Regions from separate parts of the Drosophila melanogaster genome. Here region 1 is linked to region 2. The links are chromatin contacts, called in public Hi-C maps. All regions are on one chromosome and are shown on one strand. The core of a region is the stretch at or near the end of the contact, and the rest is flanking DNA. Distances in the headings are between cores, read along the strand shown. Region 1 holds the start of CG6125. Region 2 holds the start of Glys (Glycogen synthase).

Region 1 (6,313 bases), core at 1,046-3,545, 260 kb after region 2:
ACCACGATCAGCGCAGTGCCGGATGTAAAAGCCTTGGTAACCGGAGCTGGTATGAAGCTCACGATGAATCCCAGCTGGAACACACCCATGGCCAGTTCCACCAAACCGGCGAGGAAGGCCAGCACGATGACCACCTGCACCGGTTTGTCGGCGCAGAATTGCAGGGTGAGAATGGCCATCAGACTGGTGGGTCCAATGGACACCTGTGGTATCGTCCCAAAGAAAACATAGATGATGGAGCCAATGAAGGCGGAGTACAGGCCGTACTCCGAGGAGAGTCCTGCCAGCGCGGCATAAGCAATACTTTGTGGTATGATGGTCAGGCCCAAGGTGATGCCGGCAATCAAATCGGCGAACGCCTGCTCTCGATCGTAACTGGTAATCCAGCTGAGGAAGAATATGCGCCGCACCAGCCAGTGGGCCTCCTTGGGCTTGGAGTACTTGCTGGCCACGTCCAGGTCGACGGTGTGCGCCTGGCCATAGTAATCATCGCCATTCTGGGCCGTGTACTTCTCCTTCTCCTCGCAGCCAGCTGAAAACAGGAAAGCAGACAGACACTACTTAGTACGATGTCGTGTTGAGAACAGCTAATCCGTTGTTCCTACGATCGTAAATGGTGGCCACAGTGGCCTGGGGTTGCCCCCCAGTGGCTTCTCCACTACTGCGATTCCGACCATTTCGTTTGGGCCACAAGCCGAACGTGTGCTTTCGCGGCCAACGCATTGTGTACTGATTTTCTGACTCTGTTTCCGTTTCGCCAATGGCCAGGTACAATCGCTCTGCCAGCCGAAATTGTTTGATTTTGTCAGGGGAATTTTTAGCGTTTTAATAATAATAACAAAAAAACAACGAACGAACGAACTTCACAGTCCAGCTTGTTCGCTGCCGAGCCGAGCCGACAGCCAAGCAAAAATGGCAAAAAATTAATTGTGTGAAATCGTAATTAAGCACATATGTTTGAGTATTCTCAACCCGGACTGTGTTCCCGGCAATTTGTTTAAATAACTGAGATTCTTGTCTCATATTGAGGAACTCTATTGGAGAGCCAGTACGTTCATATAACACCTAATTGTTCGGATATATATACATATGTACATACATGCGAGTCTTAAAACCTGTTATATGTGTCTTCCTCCATCGCTCTTTATGTTAATCGCATTAAAAATCATTTGTTACCCATTTATTTTTATAAAGGTAAACAAAGCGAAACCTGAATAGAGACAATATTAAATGGGTGATTTTTTTTATGCAAATTCACTAGAAGTAAACGGTTAATTAGCACATTGGGTGCCATTCAGATAGAAAGCAAATTGATTAGTCCACCCAGATTAGTCATCTCTCTGTCTATGGATCTAAATGGATAGTGCAAACCATTGATCATGGGTGTTACGTTTCACATGAATTAGTTTAAAGTACAGTGTACTTACTATTGTGTACTTAGTACACCTGCGAAAATCGATTAAGTATTGAAGGTTTTGTCGTACCAATGTTAATAATAGGTTTGCTATATACGAAGTAAATACTACAAGTTGTGCCCAAATAAATTGAGTTGATAATACTTTTTCCATTTGCAAATTAATACTCTATTATGATCTGGTTCTATATATATTTATATTTATGTAATGTGAACATAATTACATGTTTAATCCGAAATGTTTTCTCAGCTAATGTTAATATTTGCGGTCGACAGATTGGCAAGTTAAATATTTTTTACGATCTGGTCTTATCGTTCATGACGGCGTATACGAAAACCCAAAATGAATGCTAATTCGTAACCTCAGGCCAAAACTTTTAACATCTTGTGGCGACTATATCTCCAGCTGTTTTCCGCTGCTAATTAAGGCGGCAGATCGGCGGGTGGCATATATGGCGGTAGTAAAATGGGCCAAGTTGTGTAAATGGAACGGTTGTAAAAAGATCACGATACTATTGCTATAGTGAGTCACAAAAACAGATCAAAGAACTTCAAATAATATTGTGTATTAAATAGTGGAAACGATTGTCTTTTAAATCCTTTTATATTATAAGGTTATTGCACTTGGATTATCAAATCGTTATATCCTTGTCTCGCTAATTAGGATTTCACTTTTCACAACATATTGAACACCGAAGGCTCTTATCCTTACCATCGAAGGACAACTTCTTTACAATCGACATTATGCACGTATCCGTTTGGACTTTAAATATTTTTATTCAAAGGACATTCGGGCGATGGAGCTCTGGATTATTAAGTACTGATTATCCTTTCCTCGTAAGTGAGCCAAGTGCACCGCTTCGCAATCTAATGAAAACTGCCGAATAAGCGAATTCTTGAGTGATAAATAAGTGGGCTGGGGCAGATTTTTCTGATAAACACGAAAAATGAAAAGAGTCAAGAAAAAGGCGACAAACATGGTGCGCTTTTATTTTCAGCCAGAGATCAGCGCACAACAATGATACACTTAACGCCCATTCGGCAGGCAGATGGGCGAGCAAACATTGCGGAGGGTTGGGCGCTCGCATTTGAATCCGCCGGCCGGAGCGGGAACAAACGAATATATAACTGGAAATGTCAACGGCACCGGTGGCAGAAACTACTGCGATATCGCTACAAAGCGCGCAGTGGGGGAGGCTATCTGGTCGGCACCCAACCATCCCCGATCATTAATCTCCATCCCACTGGGCTGTCTGTCGTGTGGACTCCAAGTAATTTTCCACCTTTGACTGCCGCCCAAGTGGCATTTCACTCACCTCGATCGATAAACGATGGACCAATATTTGAATATTGGGTTAGACAAATCAAAAGATCACAAATTAATCATCCAAATATATATCTTAGCATAAGCTGTGACACCTTGTGACAGTCATTCTTAAAGGAAGCATAAACATATATATTCGGAATCTGTATGCCCTACCTATGTAATACGAATTTAATATTATATAATTTCTAATATGATTAGAATAAGGTTATACATATAATTGATCATATTCATAATTGTAATTATACAGCCATATTTTATAAAATCGTAATAATCAGTAGCTGCGATAAATAAGAGATACTGTGTAGCCTACAATGTCTTCCCAAGTATCTTAGTAGCGAGTTATTAAATCTCAGGCTGGGAATTTCACTAGGTGCTAACGATTCTATCAGGCGTTACAAAGACGGTCCGCCTGGCGTGTGGACCGGACAGATTTACGGCTTATGTGTATGGCGACCCTGTTGGGCTGTAAACCAGATAGCATCGTAATTAGTATTATATCTCATGATGGAGAGGAGATACAAACGACATAGGTCGGCGAAGAGTGGATTTGCGGTTGACTTTGAAATGATTAAGCGGCGGCAGCTTTCTCGGAAAAAGGAATTTCTTGACATACAAGGTCGTCGTCTGTGGCCGCCTATCTTGACATTCGGTAAACATGCGGATGTTTTCCACCTACTGGGACACAGACGATAGCTCCGGGCTATTAATAGATTCGCCTGTATTTGTGATCTAGATTTGGAGCAAATATTTGCTTAATACCGCTGCGATTGAATACAAACCATAAGCAGTTCAAATTGCGCGCCCAAACGACTGTGTGCAACACTGTTTTTGAGCAGGCGATAGCCCGGGAGCAATCGATAGGCAAACACCGTCTGGCGCTGTCAAATCGAGTGCGCAGGCGATAACCATTCGATACCGAACACTGTGGCTGCACATACGCACCCCCGTTCAGATTGAAGTTAATAAATTAGCAAAATAGTCTTTCGACGCAACAAAATTCGCCGTTTACCACTACCGCCGCCCAGTCGCTGCAGCTCGTCGTGCCGTTCCGTTGTTGCATTTCCACTATTTTTTTTCACCGATTTGCCAAATACGCCGTCGATGTGCGCTAGGGATGTGCAAAAAAGTATCGACTGCGGAAAGCAACTCGTCAAGCAACCTTGCTCGTTATCGCTACAGTACGCAGGGAAAAAATAAAATTAGCAACAAAAGCGTTTATAGCAGCCAAGTTACAGTGCTAGACGGCGCCGAAATATCACATCTTGGCTAGAACACGCCTCGCCCGCCCATCCGCGACCATCGCATCAGGATCCTCCGATCGGAAAGTTGGTAAATCCGGGGGAAAATCGGCCGAAGCAAAAAGTAGCAGCCGAAGCAAGAGAGCAGCAGCAGCAGTAGTAAGAAGCACAGCAGAAACGGGCGAAAGAGGAAACAGAAGAGAAAAGAAGCAAAAACGCCAGGTTTGAACGACTGCTGAAAAGTGTCCTGGTGGTCAATTGGTACTCGGACTGCTCCTTCTGGCCTCCCGGCAATCGGACACAAACCGACCACATCGGCGGTTGGCAATTGGCAGTTGGCAATTGGCGATCCACATCCAATCGACGTTATTATGAACAACAATAGCAAGCGGAAAACCCGACCCACTGGCGGCGGTGCCAGCGGCGGCATCTCAAGGTAAGAAGAAGCAGCTTTGACCAGCACCACCAGCACCCAGCTGCACTGGCAAAAACCAGGGGCGATAGCGCAGGGGCGTCATTTGAGCAGGGTGCTTCAGGTGAGCCGAGCACGCAGAGGTACCAGAGTCAGCAGAGTGCCATGCCACACAACAAAGGGGGGCACAAACGCACACCACTGCATTTGGGGCTGGTTTGTTTTTGCCTTTTGCTTTTTGCCTTTGCTTTTTGCCGTCGCAGTTTGCAGTTCGCCGTTGCCCTGACAAATTGAAAACCCGCGACAACCGAAAGCGCCACAAAGAGCTCTTTTCTCTCCCGGTCCGGTTGACTAAAAAAAAATTAAAAGGTGAAAGCGCGTCTCGTGTCGTCTTTTTTCACATTATTATTTTTTTTCTTAATCTCGTGAATGCTACCTACTACTGCATCATCTCATGGAAAACCATTCTTAAGCTTTTTTTTTGTTGGTTTTTTGGAATGCAAATGGCGCTTATATAATAGGCCATCGCGAGCCCTGTGTGTCTGTGTGTGCGAGTGAGTGCAAGCATGTGTGTGTGTGTTTGTGTTTCAAGAATCGAACTTTATGCTTTGTTTACATTTCCCTTTCACAATGGCCAAATGTGTGTAGAGAACATAATTTGTTTAAAGGTTTCCGTTTTGTCGCACCAACGAGTCGCATTGCCACCCCCGTGAGAGGGTGCTCCATAGCCCCCAACACCCATTCCCCACCCCTGTCCTCCTGCTGCTGCGCCCTTAAAATTTTCAATTGAAATATGACTGCAGCGCACACAGGCACAGCCACAAACGCAGCCACACAACAACATTCACATCCGCATTCGGACACAGTGCGGCGCATAAGTATCGGCACGTCCGCCAGTTTTATCAATTTATCTGTGAAAAACTGTGCAGATATGTATTTAAGAAATAGTTGAGAAACAAATCATATAAATATAAATACATATAAATACCAAAAAAAATGGTCAAAAAATCATTCATAATGCAAGTTTGCAGGCGTAAAGATAGTAGTGGTCTCTTCAATAACTCAACCCTATTTGTATAATGTAATTAGGATTGTGATTTATCACAGAATAAATAAATCAGTTATGGAAAGAACCAAATAGCAAGTGTTCCCAAAATTGCATTGTAATGGAGTAGAAATGTGTCAGTATTGTGAATCACTATGACTAAGCACTTTAAAATATTTTCACATTTTTTAAAGTAACATTCGGTGATTACTAACGAATGTTAATAAATGTGAAGACTATCGTTGAAATCATACAAATCATAGCCTGTACTGGATTGCTGAAGAGGTATCACTGTAGTGGCCACTCACTTTGGCCTTATCATACGAGTCTTCCTCGTCCAGTCATATTTATGCCGCAAACGGTTTGAAATGCGTGTTCATTATTCATTGTGTACGGCATCAACACAATACCACATCACAACCTCAAGCTTGTGGGCACAGTGGGCCTGGGATGGCGCTCAGGGCGAATCAGGCCCACTGTGCGGCCCGTGCCCGTAGTGCCCACGGTGATGCATGGCACACTCGCTCACGTATCACGTAGTGCATTATATTTTTTTTTTTTACTCTCGTCGCTCGCCTTCTTCGAATGCAATTTCTTGCATTGTCAGCATTTTGCAGCTTTGCGTTTGCTGTTTGCCGCTTGCCGTATTCAGTTTTTAGTTATACGTTTTCAGTTGCTGTGACGTGCGGCGGCTGCGCTGAGTTTCGTATCGTTCTTTGGCACACTTCGAACCCCTTCTAAACGCCCGCAGCAACCCCCCGAAAGCCCCTGAGCAGGCCCGAGAGCCTCCAACGTGGGTCCGAAATTTGGGTCACTTTACAATTTGCTGACCGAACGAACGATATGCCACCTCGCTCTTGTTTTCCGCCTGACGTCT
Region 2 (5,676 bases), core at 862-3,361:
GCTGATCTATAGCTGTACCCCTCCGTTGAGGCTCTCGTCGCGGACTGATAGTGTCAACTAAATTTAGCCACCGGCTTGACCCACATTACAAGCAGTGATTCCTTATCGCTTACACTTGTATATTAAGACAAAGCTTATATTTCACACAAAAAGCTATTAATTCAAATTAATTAATTAATTATTTTATTCGAATAAGCATCTTAAAGGATTCTACATTGGAGGTAACGAGTATTTCGAGTATTCGTTTTCCAGTTATGAAAATAAGAGTGAATAGTTGAAACCTGTATGAAGATCGCCTGATTTCTCGCCGTGCATCGACCGCGCTTGATGTTGGCGCTGTTCGTATTGGTATTTATTCATTGTCATCACGCCGGCATTTGTTGCATCACCACGCAGCGAGGTGCGATCGATCGGCTATCAGGCGAGTGCAGTTGCATCGCTGCAGTTTATGGACTGATAACCGGTGCTATGCGACATCGCCCATGTCCCTGACAGTCGGTCATTTATGTACGTGCCATATTCTATAGCTATAGATGAGGCCTCTATAAGCCAAAGGTCTATTTTCGGATGTCGGAAATGTTTAGTTCAGTTTCATTAGTGAGCAAAGATGAGTTTGCCAAATTTTCCGCTCTATGTGTACGACTATACATGAAAATTTGGCAAATGTTTTTTAATTGTCAACGTCACAAATTGAGAGGAAAAATGCTGAAGGCGTCAGTTTCTCCTATAGCACTAACGACTTAGAATTTGTCTTCTACTTATTTAGTTTTCAGGTTTATCCATCTAATCAAATTCGAAGTCAAAAGGGGGAGTTGAATTCTTAATTGAACACTGTCCAGAATGACCTTGGCAAACGAGGAAACCACAAAATATCAATTGGCTCAAATTTTCGAGACAATAAAATTTTTTAACATATTAATTATCTTATCTGTGTTGATATAACGAAATACGGGCTATAATCTCTTGACATAACTTTCTCTACGGCTTTGGATTTGTACCTAATAATTCACCTTTTATCATAGGACTCTCTTTGTACTTCCGTACCTTGTCCTTTCAAAGTTCGCATTATTTGTAATTAAACATAAACTAAGGTCTAAACTTTTTCAGGACTATATCCACTTTATCCGACGCTAGAGGGCGTGATATCTTAACTATCACTCGATTGCACTTGTCTCCTTCGCACTTCTCACTCAATACAATCACAATTATGTTTAAAAGCAATTAACGAAGGAATGCAAGCAAAAGTAAAAGTGAGAAAAACCTCTTGGCACGATTACTAACAGTTGAACAATTGTCGACTTCTTGCACTTGATAATTTATTTATGTGATTGCGAAGGAGGAGGTGAAAATGAAGTGCTATCTCACTCGCACCCGCACATACGCGCTTCTGCAATGCAACTCCGAAATTAAAAACAACAAGAACAACAGCAGCAACAACAACACAGCGGCAAGACCTCAAGTGTACGTCTGTGTTTGTGTGTTTGTGGCAGGCAGAGATATTTTTTCATTGCCAGCTAAAAGTCAAATAAAGGTCAGTGGCGGCGTGCTGCTGAGCGAGAGCGAGAGCACTAAAAATTGTTCACCATTATTGGTATTATTCTTGCGCCCCATTTTGTTATTGTTTGTTCGTGTTTTTTTGTTGTACCAATTGTTGTTGCCGTATTCAACCCGCTCAACAAGTTTAAAAACTTGATAATTTTGTTTTTGTTGCACTCTGTGGTGGGCGAAAGAGAGGGAGAGAGAGGACGCCAGGAATTTGTATTTTCTTTTTCATGCGGCCGGCGCATTGATAATGCTAATAACGCTTATCACCGCCTATTTGTTTATGTTTCGCGTTTATCACTTTTCCATCAGGTAGTGCTATAAAGTCTGATAACGTATGTTTCCAAAGCATTCGCTTGGCGCCAATTACGAAATGCAACAAAAACTGCAAGCCGCTGATAACGAATGTTTGCTTGAAAGTGCATCAATCGGTGTGTGGGAGTAACTTTAAGTTTGGCACGCGCACGGCTATATATTATATATATAGTCCCCCGATCTCGGAAATACAATCACCTTGGGGCCACCGCAGTCGCTGTTGTTGGCCACACGAAACAAAACGAATAACTGAAAAAGAATTCGAAAACAAAAAGAAAATCCATGGGCAGCCGGGAGAGTTCTTGTTCCTGTTGTTTTTGTATTGGCGAGTGGGAGTTTGCGCAGAGAGAAATGCGGAGGGAAATTTATATTTTTCTGTCTGGGCACACTGCTACTGTCTTCGCCTGTGCCCAGTGTGGCAACCTTTTCATTGGCTTGCCAAAAACTGGCAGTCTTAATATAGCAATTTTAAACGATGCCTTTTAATAATCGACGTCATAGAGCAGATGTTGGTACCTGTGTCGTCGGCAATAAGTGCCTATGCTTTTGATGATGACCATTCATCATTTTGTTGATGACAACTTGAAAAGTGTCAGGATTCTGGTTAATATGTTCCTGATGTACCAGTCAAAACTCATATATTATCAAGCACGTTAAAAATTTAATTTACCTTGAATAACAATGAATATATAATTTTATTTACAATATTTTTAAGCTCTCATGTCAACTAAGGCAAACTTTTTAAAAATGGGCGCCAAGTTTTTTGAAAAAACGTAAGCAAGTAACGCAAGCAGCATTGCCAGCTGTAAATAAAATCAGTTCGTACTTCGCCATAGAGCGGAAATTTTAAAGTTCAGTCTAGAACCTTTTTATTTAAGTATCGCAGTTCTTTATGTCATACAATTACATCGGAAGATTTTGAGTTGTTATTTAAGATTGAAATATTCCATCTGCTTAAATGTTTACTAACAAATAAATAATTTATAATATTATGAATGATATATCATTCTTTCTTAGATGCATTTTATCTTTGTTTCTTTTGCAAATAGGAATTGGATATTTGGTTGCCATCTTACCTTGATCCAAATCCGTTTGGACATTTAATTGTCCATCGTCAACGCTCACCTTGAATTTTCTTCACTTATCGCATAAAAAGCCATATTTCACAGAAATTTGAACAGTTTGTCGTAACCTTGCTCTATAAACAATTTAATGTCCGCTCACTTAACCTCAATTAAAACTGGAAGATGGACACGCAACTTTCCTGTCGCCTTTTAATTCCCATTCTTCCATTTCGACTTGCGTTTTTATGTTTATTAATTGAAAAGTGTGAAGAACAGGCAATCATTTACAAATAGAAAGAGATAGATGGTGCAGGATAACTGGGTCAATTGAGTAACCGCAAATATTTCAATATCAGTAGAGCATTCTTTTCTTTAAATTAAAAAAAAAAAAACATTTTTATTAATGTTGAATTACCCCGTCGCCAGGTGGCGCTGTAGCTTCAATTGACTTTCTCAGCGGTTCACAAGGTCAAAGGACATTAATATTATTATTTGTGTCCTCGTCTGCTTTCAATGTCTTTGATGCGTCTTGCTCTTTGTGTCCTTCATAAACATCCATTGATAACAGGCACAATGGCACAAGAAGGACAATATGAAAGTGCCGACTTTTATGTTTATGACATATCCTTGCCATTTAACTGTAAATCATTTTGGCTTGCATTTGGCTCACTTGTTTCAAAACCCACCCCTCCCCCCATTCACTTCAGCCCTCTTCCACCGATTTTAGTTAGTTTTGCAATTTCCTGCAGCGACAATTGTCACCAGGATTCACATTCACACTTACACTTACACTTCATAGTCGTAATGGTCACACTCATGACTGCCTTATCTCTGTGGCCAGGGAATACGAACACTTTTCGGGGTATTCGTGGGTCAAGGACAATGCTGAATGCTACATTTTGGCCCTTTGCCCAAATAAATAAATGTACGCTGTGAATTTGTAATTAAGCAATGGTTTTTGAATTTCTGCAACTAACGTTCTTATCTTACAGCAATTCATGAAATTTGAATTTTTTAAAGACCACTAAAAATTACTTTTAATCTTATCATAATTCAGACTTTGTGATCTCAACACAAAAAAAAACGAAATGGCACGGGAATTCGAAAATAAACGGGTATTATCGAGGCCAAACGCCTTGACCACGCCATAAAGAGCTTAATTAAAAACTTGGCCATAATTCATTAGTGACCATGGCTTGGCACGTGAACTCTAGTCACTCGCCTCTGGAATAAGACATTGCCTGCGAGCTGAACTTAACCGACTTAAGGTTAAGGGACGTCCAAATGAAATGTGACTAATTTATGTCATGACCCACCCATCCACCAACCCGCCCACTGCCAAAACACCCGCTGTCGAAATATTGCAGGACAATAAAGATAACAACGAAAGAAGCTTCCCAAAAAAAAGTCGAGGTTGCGTTGATTGCGCTTATGCGGCACAAGAAGCCAAGACAGCTGGAAATTAGTGATGGTTAATGAACTCAACCGAAAGATACTCATTACTTCGTGACTACCACATGAAATGAAAAGTCTTTAGCATTATAGAAAAAAATGCTCATAGAAAGTTAATGTGATAATAATATATTTTCTAAAAATTATATTAAACAATCATATAGCACATCATTAGCACATTTGCTCTGATAACTGATAGCATACTGTGTAAAAAGTGTTGCCTACTGCGCGGCGCATGCGTTTACACATACCGAACATGCAACATGGTGAACGTGGTTGTGCTGTGTGTGGTTGTGGGTGGCGGGTAGGTTGTTTCTGTGGGTGGTGCTGGCCGGAGGATGCTGACAGTGTTTGTACACAAAAAATGGCGCCACAGCAGCGGGAGCAGGAAAAACAGAAGCCACAGCAGCTGACGACGCGAATTCGAAATTCGAAAACTGTTATCAACAAACGCCGCGTATCTGTGTGAGTTGCCTATGCTTGGGTATATGTGTATTGGTGTGGCTGTGTTTGGGCCCACTTGTGTGGGTGACTGCCTGGCAGTGGCAGATGAACATGAAGCCCATCAGTTGGCGGCTGTTGCACGTTGCGTGCGGTTTTGTTTGGCTCCGAACTCCGCAGCTGCGTGTCCTGAACTCCGAACGCACATCGTTCGTGTGCTCGGAAAATATTCAAAGTGCGTTCCGTTGTCGTTGTCAGTTGTTGGCTTTTTAATAACTCACCAGCGAGTGGCAACTAGTCGCAAATACTATGGCCCAACTATCTCCTGGACAAGGGACAAACATGTCATTTACTATTCGCCACTGGCGGCAGTCGGTTGTCCTTGCGCTTATCAGCTGAGCTTCGAAATAGTGATCGGTTTAAAGCCAAGTTTAAAGTTCCTTGGAAATGTTGGAATTTAAGATAAAATACTGAAACAAAAAAATCTAAGATCAATTAAGTAAACATTTGAAAAATTAATAAACCAAATAGTGTGAGAAAATTAAAAAAATTCATGTGCTACGAGCACACTATTAATTTGTAAATACAAATAAACCCACGATAAAGAAATAAATTATTATTATAAATTAAGAAAAAACAATGGAAAATCTCTGACAATTATAAATGATGTTAATAATTCCCTTACGCACTTTGCACAGCCTTAATTAATGTGTTCCGTAAGCGACTTGCTTTTACATTAAGCATACGCCCGGTAGGTCGACGCAAACGGTGGCACAACTTTGGACCCGTTGCACCTGCCCCTGTAAGATTCTCTAAGGGGCAACATCAAAAACCACTTTATAATGCGATTTGTAGGAAAAAC

What was found. A called contact is a pair of places that touch in the nucleus more often than the background predicts.
Region 1: a Hi-C map of the Kc167 cell line shows a contact between it and region 2, with 3 times the contacts expected there. A contact is called at or near these places in 2 of 107 Hi-C or Micro-C datasets (the Kc167 cell line and wing imaginal disc).

What each region holds. Positions count from the first base shown.
Region 1 is chr3R:15,404,775-15,411,087 of dm6, forward strand. CG6125 reads right to left here and starts at 2,296. Exons shown (of 6, transcript NM_001300409.1): 1 at 2,127-2,296; 2 at 1-532. The coding sequence starts at 2,157. It overlaps Atx2 (Ataxin-2), which reads left to right and starts at 4,677. Exons shown (of 5, transcript NM_169658.3): 1 at 4,677-4,760.
Region 2 is chr3R:15,145,420-15,151,095 of dm6, forward strand. It overlaps Glys (Glycogen synthase), which reads right to left and starts at 2,112. Exons shown (of 5, transcript NM_169611.2): 1 at 2,056-2,112. It overlaps Gyc88E (Guanylyl cyclase at 88E), which reads left to right and starts at 4,956. Exons shown (of 16, transcript NM_001043246.4): 1 at 4,956-5,049.